Linked DNA regions of Mus musculus: regions 2 and 3 are each linked to region 1. The links are chromatin contacts, called in public HiCAR-type and Micro-C maps. All regions are on one chromosome and are shown on one strand. Each heading gives the region's core, a stretch centred on a gene start, on an enhancer-like site or on the middle of the called end of the contact. The rest is flanking DNA. Distances are from core to core; before and after follow the strand shown.

Evidence for each region. A called contact is a pair of places that touch in the nucleus more often than the background predicts. HiCAR-type assays count read pairs that join an accessible place to other places.
Region 2: a Micro-C map of embryonic stem cells shows a contact between it and region 1, with 2.0 times the contacts expected there. The contact joins the promoter of Btbd8 here to the promoter of Tgfbr3 in region 1. A contact is called at or near these places in 3 of 39 promoter capture datasets (3T3-L1-derived adipocytes, cranial neural crest and liver) and 1 of 484 Hi-C or Micro-C datasets (embryonic stem cells).
Region 3: a HiCAR-type map of Th17 cells shows a contact between it and region 1, with 3 times the contacts expected there. The contact joins the enhancer-like site here to the promoter of Tgfbr3 in region 1. A contact is called at or near these places in 5 of 39 promoter capture datasets (cancer-associated fibroblasts, cranial neural crest, hippocampal neurons and 2 more), 2 of 15 datasets of contacts at CTCF or cohesin (the NIH/3T3 cell line and large pre-B cells), 16 of 484 Hi-C or Micro-C datasets (the AML12 cell line, the N1E-115 cell line, beige adipocytes and 12 more), 23 of 115 datasets of contacts at active chromatin or transcription factors (Th17 cells, bone marrow-derived macrophages, cardiomyocytes and 17 more) and 4 of 9 other capture datasets (adipose tissue, embryonic stem cells, liver and 1 more).

What each region holds. Positions count from the first base shown.
Region 1 is chr5:107,287,806-107,291,475 of GRCm38.p6, forward strand. It overlaps Tgfbr3 (transforming growth factor, beta receptor III), which reads right to left and starts at 1,824. Exons shown (of 17, transcript NM_011578.4): 1 at 1,450-1,824.
Region 2 is chr5:107,435,762-107,439,806 of GRCm38.p6, forward strand. Btbd8 (BTB (POZ) domain containing 8) reads left to right here and starts at 2,169. Exons shown (of 18, transcript NM_001378266.2): 1 at 2,169-2,384. The coding sequence starts at 2,236.
Region 3 is chr5:107,099,494-107,103,182 of GRCm38.p6, forward strand. No RefSeq gene overlaps it. Among named protein-coding and RNA genes, the nearest start is that of Gm42146, 6.9 kb to the left of the region's middle. Within about 2 kb of position 1,833, at least 30 of the 459 cell types and tissues checked have an H3K27ac peak or open chromatin away from gene starts, as enhancers often do. A contact at or near this core is called in Th17 cells and uterus, where this site is marked.

The sequences.
Region 1 (3,670 bases), core at 574-3,073:
GTAATGAAGAATAAAGATTGAAATTAACACGAGTCAGAGTTCTATTTATAATTATTTGGACCCAGACTCAGAGAAGCTGGATTCTGGCTCCTGCAAAGTACATACGTATATGATCCTCTAAATTAATCACAGATAATTTGTATCTGTGTTTCAAAAGATGTATTCAACTCAGACAGGAAGCTGGGTGAGAACAGAGGGCCAAGGACTTAGGGCCCATGGATCTTACCACACTTTCCGCCATGACTGACCGAGGCAGCTCTTGGGTTAAAAGTAACAGAAAGCTCTATGTGACCTTGGACAAGTAACTTTGCCTCTAGCTGCTGGAGTCTAGCATATATGATCTGTAAAATGGGTCCACTAAAATCACTTTGAACCAGAGTTGACGTAGTCTTTAAGCCCTGACAGGAACTAGCTGGAGTTGCTGGAGATACTGACATACAGGGAGGGATCAATATATTCCCGTTTTAGTACCCCAAAAGGACCTGCTGAGCTCTCCCTAAAATTACCCGCTACAATCTAAAGGGCCATTCCCTGGATATTAAAGGATCCCGATATGGGTTTTTTTGCGTGTTGGTACCCTCCCAAACCGCTCACTTCTTCGAAGAAAGAAGAAATTTTAAATTGGCTGGTTCTTTATCTCAGTCTGACACTCACGGGATGCCTATCCTCGCGGCTCTCCTGTCACAGCAGGGCGCAGCACGAGGCGCTAACACCTGTGCTGCGCTCCGCACGGTCCCAGTCAGAAACATCTGTGCACTCCTCCAAACCGCACAGCCACCTTGGGGGACCGTGTCCTCCCAGTTCACGGTTAGCGAGTAGGGCAACTGTTTGCACCAACACCTAAGCCGTGATACTTGCGGCTTGTCACTCCAGCTGTCTGCACTCCTATCCGGTGCGGGAAGGTGGGACAAATGCCCCAATAAGCCCAACTCTACAAGCGGATTCCTCTAGCAACATCCAAGAGTTTCAAGTTTGTCCCAACCAAGTTCACAAATCGTAGGGAGCCTCTACCATCAGCGGGAGCGCCACAAGGTTAACCCGGGAGCGTCCTTCACAGCGTTTTCGGGACTGACTCCCCGAGCCAGGGCGCGGCCAGCGGGGACCCAGGACTGGCGTTGGCGCGCGAGTCCCGCGGCCGCGGCCTCTGCTACCCATCATGGTCGAGTGCCCACCCACGCTGTCACGCGCCAGGAGCGCAGTGGCCTGCAGCCCCGCACGGGACTAGGAAACCGTGGAGAGGAAGAGCGAAAGCGGGTGTGGGGAACTCCTCCCCGGCGCTGCCCACCCGGGACCGCAGCGGATCCCGGTTCCGCTCAGCGTCAACCCTGCGGGACCAAAGCCAGGTCCCAGCCTCGGGGTCCTGGATGGCCAGAGCAACCCCGCAAAGCAGGCACCGACCCGCACTACGCAGCGTGCACAGCCTCTGATAGGGCGCCAAACCGCACGTACCTCGCAAGCGGTGTGTCCAGGACCGGTCGTCCAACGCGAGGTGGGGGAGTAGCCCAGACGAGTCCCCGCGCCCAGCGCGCGCAGGCGGCCGCGAGCTCAGCAGCCGCAGTTCAACTGCGCCATCCGGACCCCGCCGGGGACTTTCACCTCCTGCCGGGAGCTCGCGGAATCGCGCAGCGAAAGTGGCCTGGAAGGACAGCAGCCCGCTTCTCCCTCTCCACCTCTCTCTCTCTCTCACTGCCAGGGAGGAGGAAAGTGGCGCTCGGCGTCCCCGAAAGCCTGGATCACCCCCATCAGGCCCGTGCGGCGCCCTAACTCGGCCGCGCACACGCGCGGGCGGGGTCGGGCGCGCAGCCACAGCAATCAGCGAAAGGGGGGAAGGGCACCGCGGGCCTCGGGGGCTCGGCCGCCTAGAAACTCCTCCTCCTGCCCCTCCTCTCCTCCTCCTCCACTGCTGATGGATGAGCCTAGAGAGCTTGCTCCAGCCTGTGCTTCCCTTCGGGCAGAGAAGGCTGGAGCTGTAAGGATAGAAAGGAAGTCGGGTGTGTGTGTGTGTGGGGGGGGGGGGGGGGGGTTCGGCCCGAGATGGGATGACAGCTGGGCATCCCCGGCCTGGAAGAAGTGTGGAGTACCCGGGATGTGGCGCGCACTGCGAAGACTCGCTGCCTTTCCCTAGATCCTTCAAACTACCAGGGCCTTAGGAGAAGATAGTTTTATTGGATTCCTGGTTGTTGATATAAAAATTCCTTTAAAAAAAATCTCAGAGAAACCCATTCCCACATCGAAGCCCCATGCACACATTCATTCTGCCCCAGTTTGGTTTTTCTCCAGTTTCGGTTATCTAAAGATATGCTCTTGTGGTGTGGTCAGGGTCTCTTACTTTCTACAGCCTAGCTCAAAGTGCCTTCTCCAGCTGCTGAATTAAAGTGCCTTCTCCAGCTGCTGAATTCCATTCCTACGGTTTCCCCGCGGCCCTCTGAACACAGGATAGGCGAGCACACAGGGTCCTGCCTGCATGAATGTGCTTTGCAAGAGTTGAATGCAGCTACTTCAGTCACCAACACAAATCTGGCACTGTTTACGCTTCACTTTCTATTAAAAGGTGAATTGCCCATTGGGGCTATAGCTCGGTAGTAATGTATTTGCCCAGCATACACAGAGCCCTGAGTTTGAGCCCCAGCACCACATACAACCAAGTACGGCAGAAGAATCACAAGTTCAGAACCAGCCTTGGCCAGAGTAGAGGTCAGAAGACAACTTTCTCCCTTTCCTCAAGTAGGGCCCAAGAATCCATCTTTGGTGCATTTCTTCAGGGTTGGCAGCAAGCACCTTTATCCATGGAATTCTGTCACCAGTTACTTCACGGGAAACTCTACAGGTGCCACAACAGATGGAGTGACTGAAGTGTCTGGTTCAAAGACAAGTTTCCAGTCTTGACAGCTGCTGGATCGTCAGGGAACCTTTGCACAAATGAGTAGCCCAGCTAGACTTTTGTAATTTTAAGTTTTTAAAGCCTATTTTTAATGATGTTTCTTAAACACTTTAACCTCCCTTCTTGCCCACCACCCTCCAGAGAAGTAGGAAAAACCAAAGGATATGGGGAAGTAGACCTGTTTAGAAAGGTTCTTTGGAGCAACTCCCATCTGTGTTGTCTGGAAATCTGTAGTTCAGTTCACAGGTTTGAAGAGACAGTTGGATCCACTCGCAAACACTTCACAGATATATGAAGTTCAGTAGAGTCAGGATAGTCAACACAAATCAACAGCGGTGGCACTACGTAGCAGAAACAGCCAGGCCTCAGCCTCAGCAGCAGCAGGGACCAACAGGAATGTCAGGAGAAGCTCTCAGCTATGCCCCTCTGAGAAGCGAAGATCAGCAAAGATTCCAAACCGACCAGCATTACACCGCTAGCTCTATAAACAATCCTAGCTATACTCTGTTACTGTCCATGGAGTTTTACTTATACCCTTCAAACGCCTTATGTCCTCTGCGGGTCTTGCCTCCCCACAGGTCTTGCCTCAGCACGTGAGTCTGTCTCAGCTGACATCACTCTGTCAATCAGCCCGAGTCCATGGAAGCCACAAGAAACTGTGTCACGCCACCTAAGTTTCTTGGTGTGTTTCTCTCTTTGAAGTCCTGACAAATGGAGCTCAACTATGCAATGGAAGGCGGACCAATATATGTGTCTGTCACTAGCAAAGAATCTTTTATCACATGTCCT
Region 2 (4,045 bases), core at 919-3,418, 150 kb after region 1:
CATCTGGAAGAGTCTAGAGCAGGGGGAGGGGTAGGCTGAACATGATCAGCAGACTGAAACTGGGCTTGAGAGAAGCAGGAACAACAGAGATAGATAGATAGATGACTGAGATAGATAGATGATAGAGAGATTGATAGATAGGAAGGAGAGCAGAGGGAAGGAAGTAGGAAAGAAGAGGGTGGGGGAAAGCAGGGGTGGGGTGGGGGGAGAGCATAGCCAAAATAGCAGGGTAAGCCCATGAGCTGGAGACATTTACTGTTGTGGAGGAGGTAAGAAGGGCAGCATGTTGACACGAACTCTGAAATATGTAACAGGTACTTGTGATAATGAGGGAGCCTGGAGGCCAACATGAACTTTGGTATGCTAACACACACCACAAATGGCTTCACAAGTTCCCGAGGAATGCTGGACTTTTGTCTAACCACCAGAATTTGGAGAGATGGAATTTCATTTGGGCCTGACATATCGCACATTTGCATTAATAAAAGCAGATCCTAGCTTGGAGTCTTTAGAGCCACACGCTCGACTTAGAATAGTATAAAAGCCTTACAATTTAAGGACTATTGGGGTGGGGAAGCCCTCAAAAAAATGGCAGATAACTTAATAGTTGTGATATGAAACCAGATGGGGCAGTGGAGTTAGGCATGAAAACAGGAAGCTGTGAATCATGAGAGGGTTAACCTTCACTTTTTTTTTTTTTTTTTTTGGTTTTTCGAGACAGGGTTTCTGTGTAGCCCCGGCTGTCCTGGAACTCACTTTTTAGACCAGGCTGGCCTCGAACTCAGAAATCTGCCTGCCTCTGCCTCCCAAGTGCTGGGATCAAAGGCGTGTGCCACCACGCCTGGCCCTTCACATTTTCTTAATCCAAATCATTTATTCCTCAAAGCTAAGTAGGTGTAATGAGCACAGTAAAACAAAACAAAACAAAACAAAACAAAAAAACATGCATTTTAGATTTGTAAAAATAGCTTAGCCAGGAATTCCACTGAACTCAAGGCTGCACCTGATAACCAAAACCTAGTGGCACCACTTAGATAATTAGACACAGCCCTAGAATCCCGTTGACGCCAGTAGATAGAATGTAAACAGAGATTAAGAGTCTGCCCTGTGGCTGGAGAGTCTCTCCCAGGATCCTGACCCTTAATCAAAGACTGTTAGAGTCGTCTGATACAGGCTGACTCCATGACAGGCTTCAAATTGGCAGTCCAGGAGACTAGGCCTAAGAACTGGGCAAATCCAGGCAAGCCCAGGCAAGTCAGTTACTAGAAAAAAACCCTGGCTTTAGGCAGCTGGTCAGAAACTGCCCTGCCATCAGAAGCTGTCCTGCCACCTGGCCTGAAGCAAGGGCAAAGGGTCAACAACAGTTTCCATCCCCCACACCCTGGTAACGGAATATTCTTAGAGATGGAGCAAGATGAAGGTTATCTATCCCAGAATCCCCTAATGTGCTTAAATCAGGCCTGCGAGCTCACTTGATTGTCTCTGTCTTGGTAATGGGAGACCCCAGCATGCTGGACTTCTGTAGAATAAAACACTCTTTGTGTTTACATACTATTTGAGTCCTAGGTATCATTCCTTGGCGAATCATGGACCCTTATATAACCTTCAGCTAAGATACATCACCCAGTTAAGCAGCCTTAGGGAGATGGCCTTGGGACCATAGGAATTTAGGGCATGAACCTTATGTGATGACCCTCGGCATACTAAAATATAACTTGTGCTATACCAACTATGCCTATCTACCTCCTTGCTCAGGACATTAATACTCACTACTGGAAAACTCTTGTGATCCCATCCCCCACCTTACCCCCAACCCCCATCTTTCATAAAGAGGGCAGAGGATGCAGACACCCCAGAAAGAACACATACAAATTCTTCTCACATTGATTTCAAGTCACTTCTCCATAACACTCATTAAACGGTTGACTTAACACCAACCAGTAAGAAGAAAGAACAGATTACAGCTCTGGGGACCTTCCCTTCAGGTCAGTTAGGAGGGCGCAAACAGGCCAATGTAAACAGAGCGAGTGCGCCTGCGCAGCAGCGCCCGGTCACGTGGCTACGGGCTTTGAGTCCTAGGCGCGCGGTGCCTGGTCCGCAGCATTTAGGGACCGGCTGCAAACTAGGTGGGGGCGGGAATTTTCCTTCCGGGGCGGATTCGGCTGCGCGCTGTTGGGCTCGGGAACGCCCCCGTACCGGTCCAGCGCGGCCTGGCACCGGGGTTCTGCGGCCGACATGGCCCACTGTGGAGCGGGAGGTGCGGCCCCGGTGGCCCTTCTGAGTTCCCCGGGGCATGGCAGGAAGGGGCTGCCCAGGAAGGGGCCCGGGGAGCGGCGCCGGCTGAAGGCGGCGGTGTCGGAGCAGCTCAGCCGCGACGTGCTCAGGTAGGAGGCGGGAGCAGCGCTGCTCACTCCCTCCCCGCCTCGCTGCAGTCTCGCTGGGCGCCTCCCTCCCAAGGAGGCTCAGCCCGACCCAAGGAACCGGTGTCTAGGCACTCAGAAGGAGGACAAAAATTAGACCTACACGATGCGTTGCAACCAGTGTTTCTAAGGTTCACACACCGGCAGTGGCTGTTGCTGAGTTCGGGCTGCGTCCAGACCCTGAAACACATACCATGTCTTTAAAAAGTTGGAAGAAAAATTATTCAATTAGGAAAACGAGTGTTTTCTTGACATGAAGGACCGAACCGTGTGCCTTTAACGGGGCAGCTCAGGGTCACAGCTACCATTAATTCCTCTATGCTCTTAGCAGGGAAGGCATAATTCTGACAGGTGGGCAAGATGAACCCGGCCATCAACTAGTGGGGGAAACACATACTGCTGTACTGAAAATAATTCTGGCAATAGCTCTGCTGTGCAAACCTCCCATCCACCCAAGTGGTCAGACTTGCAGACTCCTGTCTCTATTTAAATTGTTCAAAGTGCAGACTGGGGCTGGAACTCGATTTAAAGATGACGGCATATATGAAAATGCATCTCCTAAGGTGTGTATATAAGTTAGTAAAAATTTACTCAAGGCCAGCTCTTCCTTAGGCATTAATTAGCCATACGCAGACCTGTGATAAGTGCGGGAGTGATTTCTTACTGGGAATGCGTATTCTTTCTATAATAGTGTGGGTGATGAGAACCAAACCCAGGCCCTCTGCAAGAGCAATGCTGCTAACCTCTGGATCATTTCTCTCTTATTGCACAATACTTTCGTTTGCTTATTTGGGTTTCGTTGTTTTGTTTTTTGGGTTGTTTTTTCTCAATGTAGCCCAGACTGTTCAGGAACTCACTCTCTAGACCAGGATCACAGATCAGCCTGCCTCTGCCTGTCATTAGAGGCATCTGCCACCACACCTGGCTTTATTCTACAAATCTTACTGTGAACAACTGTGGAAATTTGGGGATCTTCACGTTGAGCTCATATGTTTATCGGGAAAAAAAGCTGAGGTCCTCTTCTTCATAGTCTTCATAGTCTCATTAATAAAATGATTTTAAAAACAGAGTCAATAGGCAAGCTACATGTCTTATCAGCTGCCTGGAAGCATGGGGAAGAGAAAGCCGTGCCTTTTATATCAGGTCTAAGAAAGCTGGTAGGCTACCCAGTGGAGAACAGCTGCTGTGTGATGTGTGAGCTACTTCCAAAGAACAGTGAGAAAGTCCAGAGTGTATGGGCCAGTGTCTAAAAGAAAAGGATAGAAAGGAAAAGAAAACCTTATGCTTTGAGTTAGGACTCAGAAAAGCAGGCAGGTTTCTGTTGTTAGAGGAGCCCATTTGCCAGTGGTGACTACTCAGACACAGTTTCTAGCCAATTGAAAGTATTTGTTCCTATTGGCTGGGACCTAAGTGTACTCCCAAGCATTTAGGTGAGGGGCTTTTAAAGCCACTTCCCCTGTATTGTGCAGCTGCAGGGGGAATTTTGCACAAGCAAACACTGTAACAGAACTTGAGCAGTTAACTGGAGGGGAGGTCTGCACAGTAGGCAGTTTAACAAAAAAGCTAAATTGGCTGGAATCTGTTGACCTTGGATTCCTACAATAGAGTTGGTTAACTTTTTTGTG
Region 3 (3,689 bases), core at 583-3,082, 190 kb before region 1:
ATGTGGTAATGACCTGCAGCCCTCCCACATCTGTCTCTTGCATCTCTTTTCTATCTTTCCTATAGCCTTCCTCACTCCCCCCTAAGAGGACTGTTCAGCTTTGCACAGGCTGGACCTGTACACATGTATTCCACCCTGATGAACGAGTGCGTGGATGGATGGACTATAGGAAGCTAAAATAAGGCCATGCCTCCTGACTATGCAGAGTGTACTATTGACCCTGTGCTGAAAAAAAAAAGTCACATGTTTCCTTGGCTCTGGGCATGCTTCTCTGAATGCCAGCATCAGAAATCTTTTGAAACTAGACTAACAAAATCAGGCTTGCTTCACTTAGCAGCCAAGGTGTTCCATGTTTCCTACTGCTACCATCTGGCTGCATCGTGTAGGTGACATCATGCTAACTGGTAATGATGATACTGTTTCAGGATGTTACAAGTACAACAAGGCATGGCCCTGCACCTGATATGTCTGTGTATTGGTGACACTTCTGATGACAGACTACCTGAAAGAAAGCATTTAAGGGAGGAAGGACTTGTTCTGGCTCATGGCTCAGGGAATACAAACCATCACAGCTAGGAAGACATGACAACTGGGTGTCCAGAGTGGTGGGACCATCATATAGGAACTGACAGTTACAGTCTGAATAACCAGGAAGCAGAGATAGGGCCAGAGCCAGATGAACCCTTCAAGTCCTGCCCTCAGTTAATCCACTCCTGATAATTAGGTCACATCTCAAAGGTTCCACAACTTCTCCAAAAAATGCCACCAGCTGAGGTCACATACTCAAACATACAAATCTGTAGGGGGGCATTTTTATAGTCCAACTACAACAGACTCCATCATACCAGCCAGCATGGATGCTTGCTCCACTGCGCCAGCCCCTGGCACTGCCGCTGTGTCCTCCAGCAGAGACGATGCCGTTTGGGTGAGCACATTTGCCCCGACCTGTGTTTGGTTTTCTAATCACAGCATTACTCTTGTTTTTTCTATTGTCCCTGGAGACTGCACTGTTGGGAAACCCACGCTTGTGCCTCATGTGCCTCATACAGGAGGTGGCTGAGCTTTGTTCTTGGGGCTCTGGGTAAAAGTTAGTAGTTATTGTTTGCATGACTTTTGTTTTGAGCTCTTGCCTTGACTGTTGCTGTGGATTATGTGTGCATGCTGGGAAAACAGTCTTCCTGTCTACACGATGCTCAATCCCTTGGCAGGCTGAGGATATGTTCAAGGAGGGTTCAAGGAGGCTATGACATTGTAAGGGTCGATTAAGGAGTGGAGATTGTATGGATAGTGCTTGATGTATTTACATACATCTAAAACCATAACTATCATGATATCCCTAAGTAACCCTGGTTGTTGTTGTTGTTTTTCCTGCATACTATCCTAGCAAATGAAAAACAGATCAAATGGTTAGAAATATATGTGGGTCTTTACTATTGGATGTATGTAACTTTAGTATCATCCTAGTCCAGGTATATCCCAGGCAGGGTGAATTCAGTTTTTTCCTAACCCATAAATATGCTCATCTGGATACACAGGACCACACTTCCATGATTAGGTCCCCCAACAAGTTGCACTCTGCAGGACTCTAGATCTGTCTGCATCTCTGGTTTGTGACCGAGGGTACCTGGAGGTTGATCCTCCTACACTCATTCCCAGCCTTCACTTCTTCTCGAGCTAAGACGGTAGGTGGTGTGGCACAGATGCTTGTGTGTCTGAACACTTGGTCCCCATTGGGCAGTGCTGCATGAAGTGCTGTGCAACCTTAGACAATGGGGCCTCTCCAGAGGACGTGCGTCCCTGGAAGCTGGGCCTTGCCCAGCCACACTTCCTGTGTGCTCTCTGCTTCCTGCTCTGCCAAGATGCTAGGGGGTGAGAGCCCCACCCGGATGCTCACTCCTGCACCCGCAGAGCTGCTGCTGCCATGCCTTGTCCTCTCTGATGGATTCTGTCCCCTCAGACTCAGGCCCAGCAGACCCCATAAGCTGCTTCGTTTTGGGTTATTTGGGTACAGCAGAAAGAAACAAAATTACAATCCTGGGATTCCACTTTTGAGTTTGTTTTTCTTTTTAATGAATTCTCAGAGGCAACAAGAGGAGAAAAATCATTAAAAAATCAGTTCAGGCTGTGGCCTTCTGAGGAGGAGGGGTGACATCATGTGACCTTTACTTTAGTGTGGAAATCAAATCTACATGAAGCACAGCGTTCATTTTCTCTGGAAGAAAAAAAAAAGCTGAGATGGAAAGTTAGAGACAAAGGAAGAAAAATGCCAAAACTCAAACCTCAGACTATTAATGACATCTGTAAAAATTAATCAAGTTGCTTGCATGCTTTTGAACACATTAACTTAGGAAAGAGCGATGTATGAGCTTGGCTCGCTAGGAAACAAGAAAAAGATGCCAGCATTTTTCTCAGAAATGACGTTTGTTAATATTTCTTCATTTTATAGAATTATTATAGCATTCATAGGCAGCAGCTGGAAGAAACAACACACCACAAATGACTTTGACTTGTAAAATGTGTGGAACAGGAGAGAGAGAGAGAGAGTGAGGGAGAGACAGAGAGAGAGAGAGAGTGAGGGAGAGACAGAGAGAGAGAGAGAGAGAGAGAGAGAGAGAGAGAGAGAGAGAGCGCAGGGTTGCATGTTGATAGATCTGACATTGGTCTGCTTTTTATTACTGACCAGAAAACCTTTTCTCAAGATTTTTACAATGACAGAGAGGGGAAAGACAGATTTGTTCTCGAGAAAAATCAGAGAACCCATAGTGCTAAGAGTTACATTTTCCTTTGGAACATGGGATCAGTGAGGAACTTAATGAAAACGATGGCCTGTTGTTATTAACTCTTAGGTGGGCCTCCTACTGTTCTAAGTGTTTCCCGGTACTGCCTAGCTATGATTTCACACCAAATCTATCGCTTAATGCTGGGCAATCTCCACATCCCACCCCACCCCCCTTTTTCTTCAGTATGATTAAACCCATGGCCTTATAAGCATGCTAGACAAGAGTCTACCACTTAGCTACATCTCCAGCCCCTCATCATTTTTTTAAAAATTTAATACAATAGGAAATGGATGAACTTTAAACCTCCCAGTAGAATTGAATTCTGATCTGGAAGAAACAAAACTAGAGCCTTCCTTCATATCACACACATATGGCTTAAGCATGTGTGCCTTCCTTCATATCACACATGCATGGCTTAAGCATGTGAGCCTTCCTTCATATCATACATGTATGGGTTAAGCATGTGAGCCTTCCTTCATATCATACATGTATGGGTTAAGCATGCATCCAAACCTTAAGAGCAAAAATGACAGGTGTTAAGGTGTGTCTAGAGTCACAGAATCCCAGGAGGGACAAGAAGCCAATGGATACAAGAAAAAGATGGATGAAGCCAACTACCTAAAGTGACAAGCAATGATCCGGGTGATATGTTTATCATGAATAGAAGAGAAAGATAATGGTATGAAAGAAAACACTGGTCATACATGTGACACAAATCTTTCCCAATGAAGGTTAAAAACAAAAACAAAAGAAACCAAACTACTCATTAGAAAAATGGACAGACCCCCCCTCCCCCCAGCAGAGGCGGTGCAGATGGTTAGCAGATGGCTGCTCAACAAGAAAGAGTGGGTCTCCTTTAAAGATGTGATCCTTGGTAGGCTGACAGTCGGCTATTAAACATAGCGAGGG